Linked DNA regions of Mus musculus: all the other regions are linked to region 2. The links are chromatin contacts, called in public Hi-C and HiChIP or PLAC-seq maps. All regions are on one chromosome and are shown on one strand. The core of a region is the stretch at or near the end of the contact, and the rest is flanking DNA. Distances in the headings are between cores, read along the strand shown. Region 1 holds the start of Sucla2 (succinate-Coenzyme A ligase, ADP-forming, beta subunit). Region 2 has its middle 80 kb from the start of Sucla2. Region 3 holds the start of Nudt15 (nudix (nucleoside diphosphate linked moiety X)-type motif 15).

Region 1 (2,700 bases), core at 136-2,635, 80 kb after region 2:
TATGGTAAAAGAGAAAGAGCTGAAATAAAGACAATTTATCAAGCATCCCATAGATGCAAAGGCATCTCTCTTAAAGGAATTTTCAAATAGATTAAAAACTATTAGAATAAAATCCTATTTGTTCACTAAATCCTTATCCTCTTAAAACTTGGCAGCATTATTTAAGGAAGGGAGGGGGCTAAATCTATCCACCTATGATGTGTCTAGTTACTTCAAAACATAACCAAAACTCTATCTTAGAAAGCTAATCCCGCTCTTGAAGTTTTAAGGTACTAACACTGAGGGCCAATTTGTTTGGGGCTTGTTGTTGTTTAATTGGTTTGTCTTTGTTATTTAGTGACAAGCCTTGGCTGGCCTTGAACTATGTATGTAAAAGATGACCTTGAATATCTCATTCTCTTGCCTCCACCTTAAGTGCTAAGGTTACAAGGATGCTGGGGATAGAACCCAGGACTTCCTACATGCCAGGCAGGCCCTCTACCAAATAAACTGCATTCCCAGTACCCACTTTTTGTGTTTGAATGCTGTAGAACAGACACAACAAGCACACAGCTTCAGAAATGGACCCTTGTGGAACTAAACCTCAGTTCTGTCTCAGACTGCTATGTCTCCTAGGCCAAAGTACTTCTCTGAGCCATCATCAGATCGTCATCAATGGTTACTGGCCTTAATGACAACCCCTGTGCTGTTGACAAGCCTAATGACCTTAGGACAACATCTGACACTCCCTAAATGTCGAGAAACAAAGCAGCAAAATAGGTACTAGAGTCTGTCCAGAAGTGAAATCCTCTAAAAGATTTACTCTCCCATCTAATCCTTACTCTCCCATCTAATCAGCTGGGAAACTGAAGAACTCGTTATCAGTACTCACTACCAGGACTGACTGATAGATCAGCTCTGCTGGTGTTCCTAAGTCCTTCCCACCTACGACAGTTTGCTGGACCTCAAAGTACACTTGAAGGGCATCCCCTTACCCAAAGGGGGTCCGGAAGCGTTGGCCCCGGGCAAGGACAGCCCCCGTCCCCTCTGGGATCGCTCCGGCAGGCTCCCGCAGGTGAGGCCGACTGCCAGGCCGCCCTGCCGGGCCTCCAGCGGCCGGGGGACGGAGCCGAGCCCAGCTGCCCCGAGCGCCAGCTCGCAGCCCTGGCCCGCAGCCTCTGTGCAGAGCAGGGCATCCCGGCCGTGCCAGCGCCGCTGAGAGCCCCGGAGCTGGGCCGCGCCCCTGAGCCTTGCCCGCCGACCCCCGCGGCCAAAGCGAACAGGGCGAGCTTACCTGGGCGGCGGCTCGCAGCGTAGTCTGCGGCCGGTGGCTCCTCAGGGCGGCCGCGGCCAACTGCCGGCCGTAGAACATGGACGCCGCCATTTCTGAGTCCGACCCGTCCCCTGGGCACCGCGCAGGCGCAGAGACGCAGTTGCTCTCGGGGCGCTCCCGGCCCGAGACAAGGACAATCCTCGGGGGCGGGGCCTCGCGTTAACCCCGTCGCTGCCGGAGGAGCCGGGTTTGGCAGGCACAAAGCAAACTTTGGCCTTCAGAACTTTGACCTCAGTGACATGTGGACAAGGGGCCATCAGAACGCTTCCTAGAGAACTGTGACGCTGCTACTTCAGTCTTCTTACCTTCTCTGAGCCCTAGTGGCCTCACAAGTGAAATGGGGTTACTTAGGGAAAGCGAATGTATGCGTTGAGCCTTTAGGATACAATAGATACTAAAATAAAACATAACACAAAATAATAAAGACAGTGCCACTGATACTCAAAAGACTGTTACTCACTAGTTACTGAAGCCGCCCATACTGAAAACACTCCTAACAAAGTGTTTGAGAGAGCTAGAGAGATGGCTTAGTAGTTTGGAGCTGGTACGGCTGTGGCACTCAGCTGAATTCCCAGCCTCATGTCAGACAGCTCACCACTGCGTATGGGCTCTGAAACTCTCTTCTGGCCTCCCTGGGCACCAGCACACACGTGCACATACATATATCCAACAATGCATACATATTAAAAGAAAAGAAAAGAAAATACTATCACATTTGAACTGAAAAAGATGGGGTAACCCAGGACCCAGAAAGACCTATTACATGTTCTCTCAAATTTAAATATGCTATCTTTAAATTTTTATATGTATGTATTTATGTGTGAGCAAGGATTAGAGGCCAGAAACTATAGAGGGCCCCATGAGAAGACACAATAATATGTTTGTGTGAAGGCACAGTAACTAATAAGACTCATGTAAGAAGGAACAGGGCGGTGAGGGAAAGAAGGAAGGGATCAACCAAAACTACTATAAAAATGGTGTAAGAAAGCCTATGAGTTGTAAGAAAGCCTATGAGTTGTATGCTAACTTTAAAATATACCCACCCCAAGGCATGCCTGATAGTTTATGCCTGCAATCCCATCCCAATGGAAGCTACAATGAGAAGTTAAAGAACTCCAGACTACTCTACAACTCACAGGGGGGGGGGAGATACCCCACTAGCCGTGAAACCCATCAGCAGCATCCTTTCATGGAGGGGGTAATGGTCTCATGAGGCCTCCCCCCTCCTTGAGGATTGGTTGAAAGTTAATGGTTGGCATTGGAGTGCATTCATTCAGTGGCGTAGCCTGTGTTCCTGTAAGCAAGCCAAATGAAACGTGTTCAGCCATCAAAGAAGAGACAGGAAAGTGAAGCCTGCAGAATTAAGAAACAAAAGTCGAAAATGGGTG
Region 2 (2,700 bases), core at 92-2,591:
CTCTCCACCAGAAACAGGAAGGGTACTATTACCTTCGAGAGACCTTCTATGCAGAACAAACAGAAATCCTTATTTCTGAAGACATAGAAGACAATCTGAATCATTGGGCCTTGCTGTTCCCCAGCTGAGCACATACATACACACACACACACACTCACTCGCAGAGAGAGAGAGATTTGCACAAAATTGGGCACATCAATATTCTCTCAATGTTCCTGGTCTGTAGATAAGTCTGGAGGAATTGGTGGTTAAAGTTCATTCCTATCTTGATAGTTCCTGATCCCTTGATTTCAGAAGTACAAAAAATGTATGTGGCATATGCATCAATCTATGTTCCTTGCCCCCAAACTCATCTATTGAGGCCCCAGGCCCCAGTATTTCAGAATGGAACAGTGGTTTTAAAGAGGTCACTAGGGGTAAATGAGATCCTATGGATAGGCTCTTGTCCAATCTAACTTACAGCCTTTTAAGAAAAGGACTAAAGGCCAGGCATAGTGGTGCATACCTCCAATCCCACCACTCTCAAAAGCAGAGACAGATGGATCTCTACATGTTTGAGGCCAGCCTAGTCTACATAATAAGCTTTTTTAAAAAGCCAAAGCTATATAATTAAGACTCTATTTAAAAAAAAAAAAGGCAGGAAGGAAGGAAGGAAGAGGGAAGGAAGGAAGGTCCAGGCAGTGGTGGTGCATGCCTTTAATCCCAGCACTTGGGAGGCAGAGGCAGGCAGATTTCTGAGTTCGAAGCCAGCCTGGTCTACAGAGTTGAGTTCCAGGGCAGTCAGGGCTATACAAAGAAACCCTGTTTCAAAAAAGAAAAAAGGAAGAAGGAGAGAAGGAGAAAGGGAAAGAGAAACAGGGAGAGGCAGAGAGAGAGAGAGAGAGAGAGAGAAAGGAGGAAGAGGGAAAGGAGGAGAGGGGAGGAGGAGGAGGGGGAGGAGGAAGGGGAGAAAAACAGGAAAAGATTAATGGCCATTTAAAGAAAAAGAGAAATTAATATGAGGAGGCCACACTCAAGGGAAGGGCATGTGAGGACAAGGAGACTTGCCATCTGCCAGCCAAGGTCAGAGGCCCTGGGAGAAGTTGATCCTGCCAACTCACTGATCTGGGCCTCTAGCCTCCAGAGCTGAGACAATAAGTCCTTATTGTTGAAGTCGAAGTCCATGGTACTTTTACCACAAGTGCAGATGGTATCAAGACCAACCGCTAAAACTTACATTGCCCAGGAAGACTTCCTCAGCAGGAAGCCACCCCATGATGTTTCTGATGCTCAGCCAGTCTGCCCGGGCTCGGTGCCATGACTAATCAGAAACAATTCCGTACAACAAACACTGACTGCATGCCAGTCACAGCGAGAGGCGTTGGCAAAACACTTCTAATTCTCCAAGGTCAGAGGCACTGGAGAGTGTACTCAAAGGACGGGTCAATCAGAAGTCCAACTTCAGCCAAAATCCAAGATTTCCTTTCTCACACATGTCATCGGGTTCTCAAACAACAAAGAGAGTTGCCTTGATCAGGATTGCTCCTGTCCGGGTGAGACACTAATAAGCCACCACTGGATGGAGAAAGAAGAAAGGCAACCCACAGAAATCCACATACTTGGGTTAGCGCCCTACAAAAGCCAAGGCTGCTCCCTGTGAGGAACCCCTAGCTTCAAGATAATGATGGAAAGAGAAAACTCAGTTCCAAGTCTGCCCCCTGAAACAGCTTCCCTCACTGAGGCCTTAAATTGCATTATGGGGAAAAGAAAAAAAAAAAAAAGAACAGGTTTGGAAGCATTTCAATAATATTCTCAGATATGCCCCCAAGAAGTATGGAGATGGGCTAATGCATACATGTAAGCTCTGACTGCACATAAATATATGATAATGCGGAAGAGAGGGAAGACAGGAAGAAAGATCCGGGGCTGCTGTACTTTTGTGACTGAATGCCCTGGCAGAGGTGGCAAGCTTGGGAATCTTGGGAAACCATTCCATCATCACAAATCCTCACACCAACATCCATGCTAAAAGAAGAAGAAGAAAAAAGTATCGTAGAATCTAGAGAGCACCCTTAATATCAAAGCCCCCCCCCAACCCACCAACTTGGAAATCCAGCACTACCAGGTGGTCCAGGGACAGAGCCCCTCTGTCAGAAGAGCTGAGCACTTAGTTCTCCAAGTGACAAAGCTCTAAGCCCAGCGATGGCAGCATGGCGCCAGATGGAGAGCAGGGCAGAGCAGTTTTCCCCTGATGTCCCTTTTGAAACATTCACTTTGTCTATGTCCTGCTCATGTGGAGAAAGCCGGTGGTTTACCATTCCAGGGTCCTTTCTCCAGAAGAACTGGCAGTTACTTTCAGGAACTGACTCTGCAAGTCTGAAACTCACCTTTGCCCTGTAACCACAGCCAGAATATGTGTCAAGTCCTAAGGGTCACCTCAGGTTAAACACCTGCTTGCCAGTCACCAGCTGGCTGTTGACCATGGGGACAGCAAACAGTTTTAGGTCCTCTAAGGACAATCCCTGCGGAGATTTAGAAACTGGGCGTGAGCCGGTTGTTAATGAAATACATAGCATAGCATGTGCCCAGGTTCTGATAAAGACTGGAGTGTCTGGCCCTAGCCATCTTTTCCATTGGCCTTAGATAAGTTACAAAGTATCTCTGGACACCTTTGTGCCTCCTGTAAGGAAGCAAATCTCTGTCACCCAGCTTCTGTTCCAT
Region 3 (2,700 bases), core at 171-2,670, 110 kb after region 2:
CAGATCTCTTGATGATAGCCATTCTGACTGGGGTAAGATGGTATCTTGCCCAGAGTTTCTATTCCTGCACAAACAGCATGGCCAAGAAGCAAGTTGGGGAGGAAAGGGTTTATTCAGCTTACACTTCCAAATTGCTGTTCATCACTACAGGAAGTCAGGACAGGAACTCAAGCAGGTCAGGAAGCAGGAGCTGATGCAGAGGCCATGGAGGGATCTTTCTTACTGGCTTGCTCAAGTTGCTTTCTTATAGAACCCAAGACTACCAGCCCAGAGATGACACCACCCATGGTGGGCCCTCATGCCTTGATCACCAACTGAGAAAATGCCCCACAGCTGGATCTCATGGAGTCACTTCCCCAACTGAAGCTCCTTTCTCTGTGATAACTCCAGCCTGTGTCAAGTTGACACCCAAAACCAGCCAGTACAGATGGCATCTCAATTCCTCAATGGAGATAGTCAACACTTTTAAAAATAGTTATTATTTTTGTTTCTCGTTTTAAACTGTCTATTCATTTGCACATTCGTTGATTGGCAAAACTTAGGACTTTGCTAAGCATACCTAATGGATACTGAAACTTTCTAATGGATTACTATGGTAGTTTAAATATGCTTGGCCCAGGGAGGTGTGTCCTTGTTGGAGTGGTTGTGGCCTTTTTGGAGGAAGTGTGTCGCTGTGGGAGATGGGCTTTGAGATACTTCTCCCAGTTGCTGTTTGAATCTTTTCCTGTTTGAATTTAGAACAAGATATACAACTCTTACCTCCTCCAGTGCCACGACTGCCTGGATGCTGCCATGCTTCCTGCATTGATTATAATGGACTGAACCTCTGGACCTACAAGCAAGCACCAATTAAATGTTGTCCTTTATAAGAGTTGCCTTGGTCATAATGTCTCTTCACAGCAACGGAAACCCTCACTAAGACAATTACTTAGGATACAAATTAAGTATACACTCAGATATATGTGTGGAAATATAAAAACTAACATTTCAAAGAGTTAAAGCTGTCTCTGGAAGCAGGGCTAAAAGGGATAGTGTCTGTCCTTGGGCAGTTTTGTACTATTGGGTTTCTAAAATTATGCACACATTAGTAGAAATAAAGTAATACTTTTAAAGTAAACCCACCCGTCCAAAGATTTAAGATGTCAATCTTGTTACAGCTGATTTCCCCAAGTTTTTCTTTTCATATTTCAGTTTTAGTTGATGTATATTTTTATCTACTATAATTTGTTTTTCTCTAAAATATGAATTTATCCTAAAGAAACTTAATTAGTCTCATTTACTTCCCCAAATCATCTTTCAGTACTCTTATGTTAGTTATTTATATGGTTGTTTCTGCATGATCTATGCACCAGGCGACAGGTGATTCGTGAGACACAACACTCAGCGAGCAATCAGCGAGGCTCCTGCCGGTTCCCGTACAGCTTCAACGTCACTTCCGGGGTCAGCCAAATGCTATGGCCGCTAACGCAGAGCCGAGGCGGCGGCCAGGAGTTGGGGTCGGCGTGGTGGTGCTGAGCTGCGAGCATCCTCGCTGCGTCCTTCTGGGGAAAAGGAAAGGATCGTTTGGAGCCGGCAGTTTCCAGCTTCCTGGGGGCCATTTGGAATTCGGGTGAGCAGGACGACCTCCGGGAAGCGGAAGCTTCGGGAATATCACTAGTCCGCACGCCATTCTCGGTCCGTGTGACGCGCTTCAGTGCGCAGTTGAGTTCCGCGAGCTCTCTACGGCCCCGGTGTCCTCCGGGATCCAGCCAGGAGGGGGTGCTGTGCCAGTACCCGGGCCCCGTTAGTCCTCGCTCTGCCCTCTCCTGGCTGCAAGTGGAAGTCGTTTGTATTTCTTAGTGTTTACAGAGAAAGTGGATGTTAACTGGGACTTTTCCTTTTGCCCCATGAGATTTAAATATATCAGAGTTTTGTGAGGCTGGCCCCGCCGCTTCTGCGATGTGGATGTGTCAGTCCCACAAAGGGGGAAGGGTAGCTAAGTCAGTTTCTGTGCAATCGTGAAGAAACCCTGGCTCTGCTCAAAAATGTGTTCTAATCCGAGAGTGTGCCTTAAAATACAATAAAAGTATCTAAGACATCCAGATTCGGTGTGATTTCCTTTAGTCTTGTATAGTAATATAAAATAATGTAGTGTTATAAAACACTTGGAAGGTAAAGCTTCAAGCCTTCCTACGCCTTATCTAACAAGCACCATACTTGATTCTGTAGACAATTTCAAAGGAAATCTGAGACTTCCTATTATGTAATTATCTGGGTCACTATTATCTAATAGGCTTATTTAGTTATAAGAGACCGAGATCTGCCTGCCTCAGTTTTCTGAGTGTTGGGATTATGGCGTGATGGATTCACTGGATGGAGGAGCCTCTCACTGGCTCTCCATGACAGGGAAACATTACCAGGCTGACAACTTCCTTCCTCTTGATGGTAACCTGTACTTTCCTATGTGGCCTGGAAGTACAAGTGTTGCATGCCCCTTAATGCTAATCATCTCTTTCTCTGTTGCCTAATTGCCTCAATTTTTAGGCTTAAACTGGAATTTTGAAGCATAAGGAAGGCATTTAATGCACTTTCAAAACACAACCCGAAAGGAACATTAATTAATGTTTCTTTTTTTCCTGGGTACAGTTGACTCAGAAGCCTGGGTTTTGTTGTTGTTGGGTTGTTTTTTATTGTTGTTTGTTTGTTTGGTTGGTTGGTTTT

The links. A called contact is a pair of places that touch in the nucleus more often than the background predicts. HiChIP or PLAC-seq counts read pairs in DNA pulled down with a chosen protein or histone mark.
Region 1: a Hi-C map of liver shows a contact between it and region 2, with 2.3 times the contacts expected there. The contact joins the promoter of Sucla2 here to the enhancer-like site in region 2. A contact is called at or near these places in 4 of 484 Hi-C or Micro-C datasets (embryonic stem cells, liver and nephron progenitors), 1 of 115 datasets of contacts at active chromatin or transcription factors (heart atrium) and 2 of 9 other capture datasets (adipose tissue and pancreatic islet).
Region 3: an H3K27ac HiChIP or PLAC-seq map of heart atrium shows a contact between it and region 2, with 8 read pairs. The contact joins the promoter of Nudt15 here to the enhancer-like site in region 2. A contact is called at or near these places in 3 of 15 datasets of contacts at CTCF or cohesin (CD8 T cells, embryonic stem cells and pro-B cells), 6 of 484 Hi-C or Micro-C datasets (the G1E-ER4 cell line, cardiomyocytes, embryonic stem cells and 1 more) and 1 of 115 datasets of contacts at active chromatin or transcription factors (heart atrium).

What each region holds. Positions count from the first base shown.
Region 1 is chr14:73,551,471-73,554,170 of GRCm38.p6, reverse strand. It overlaps Sucla2 (succinate-Coenzyme A ligase, ADP-forming, beta subunit), which reads right to left and starts at 1,385. Exons shown (of 11, transcript NM_011506.4): 1 at 1,274-1,385. The coding sequence starts at 1,363.
Region 2 is chr14:73,631,447-73,634,146 of GRCm38.p6, reverse strand. No RefSeq gene overlaps it. Among named protein-coding and RNA genes, the nearest start is that of Sucla2, 80 kb to the right of the region's middle. Within about 2 kb of position 1,341, at least 51 of the 459 cell types and tissues checked have an H3K27ac peak or open chromatin away from gene starts, as enhancers often do. A contact at or near this core is called in heart atrium, liver and pancreatic islet, where this site is marked.
Region 3 is chr14:73,523,969-73,526,668 of GRCm38.p6, reverse strand. Nudt15 (nudix (nucleoside diphosphate linked moiety X)-type motif 15) reads left to right here and starts at 1,420. Exons shown (of 3, transcript NM_001360484.1): 1 at 1,420-1,609. The coding sequence starts at 1,455. Gm41209 (a long non-coding RNA gene) reads right to left here and starts at 1,367. Exons shown (of 3, transcript XR_874819.2): 1 at 1,123-1,367; 2 at 760-832.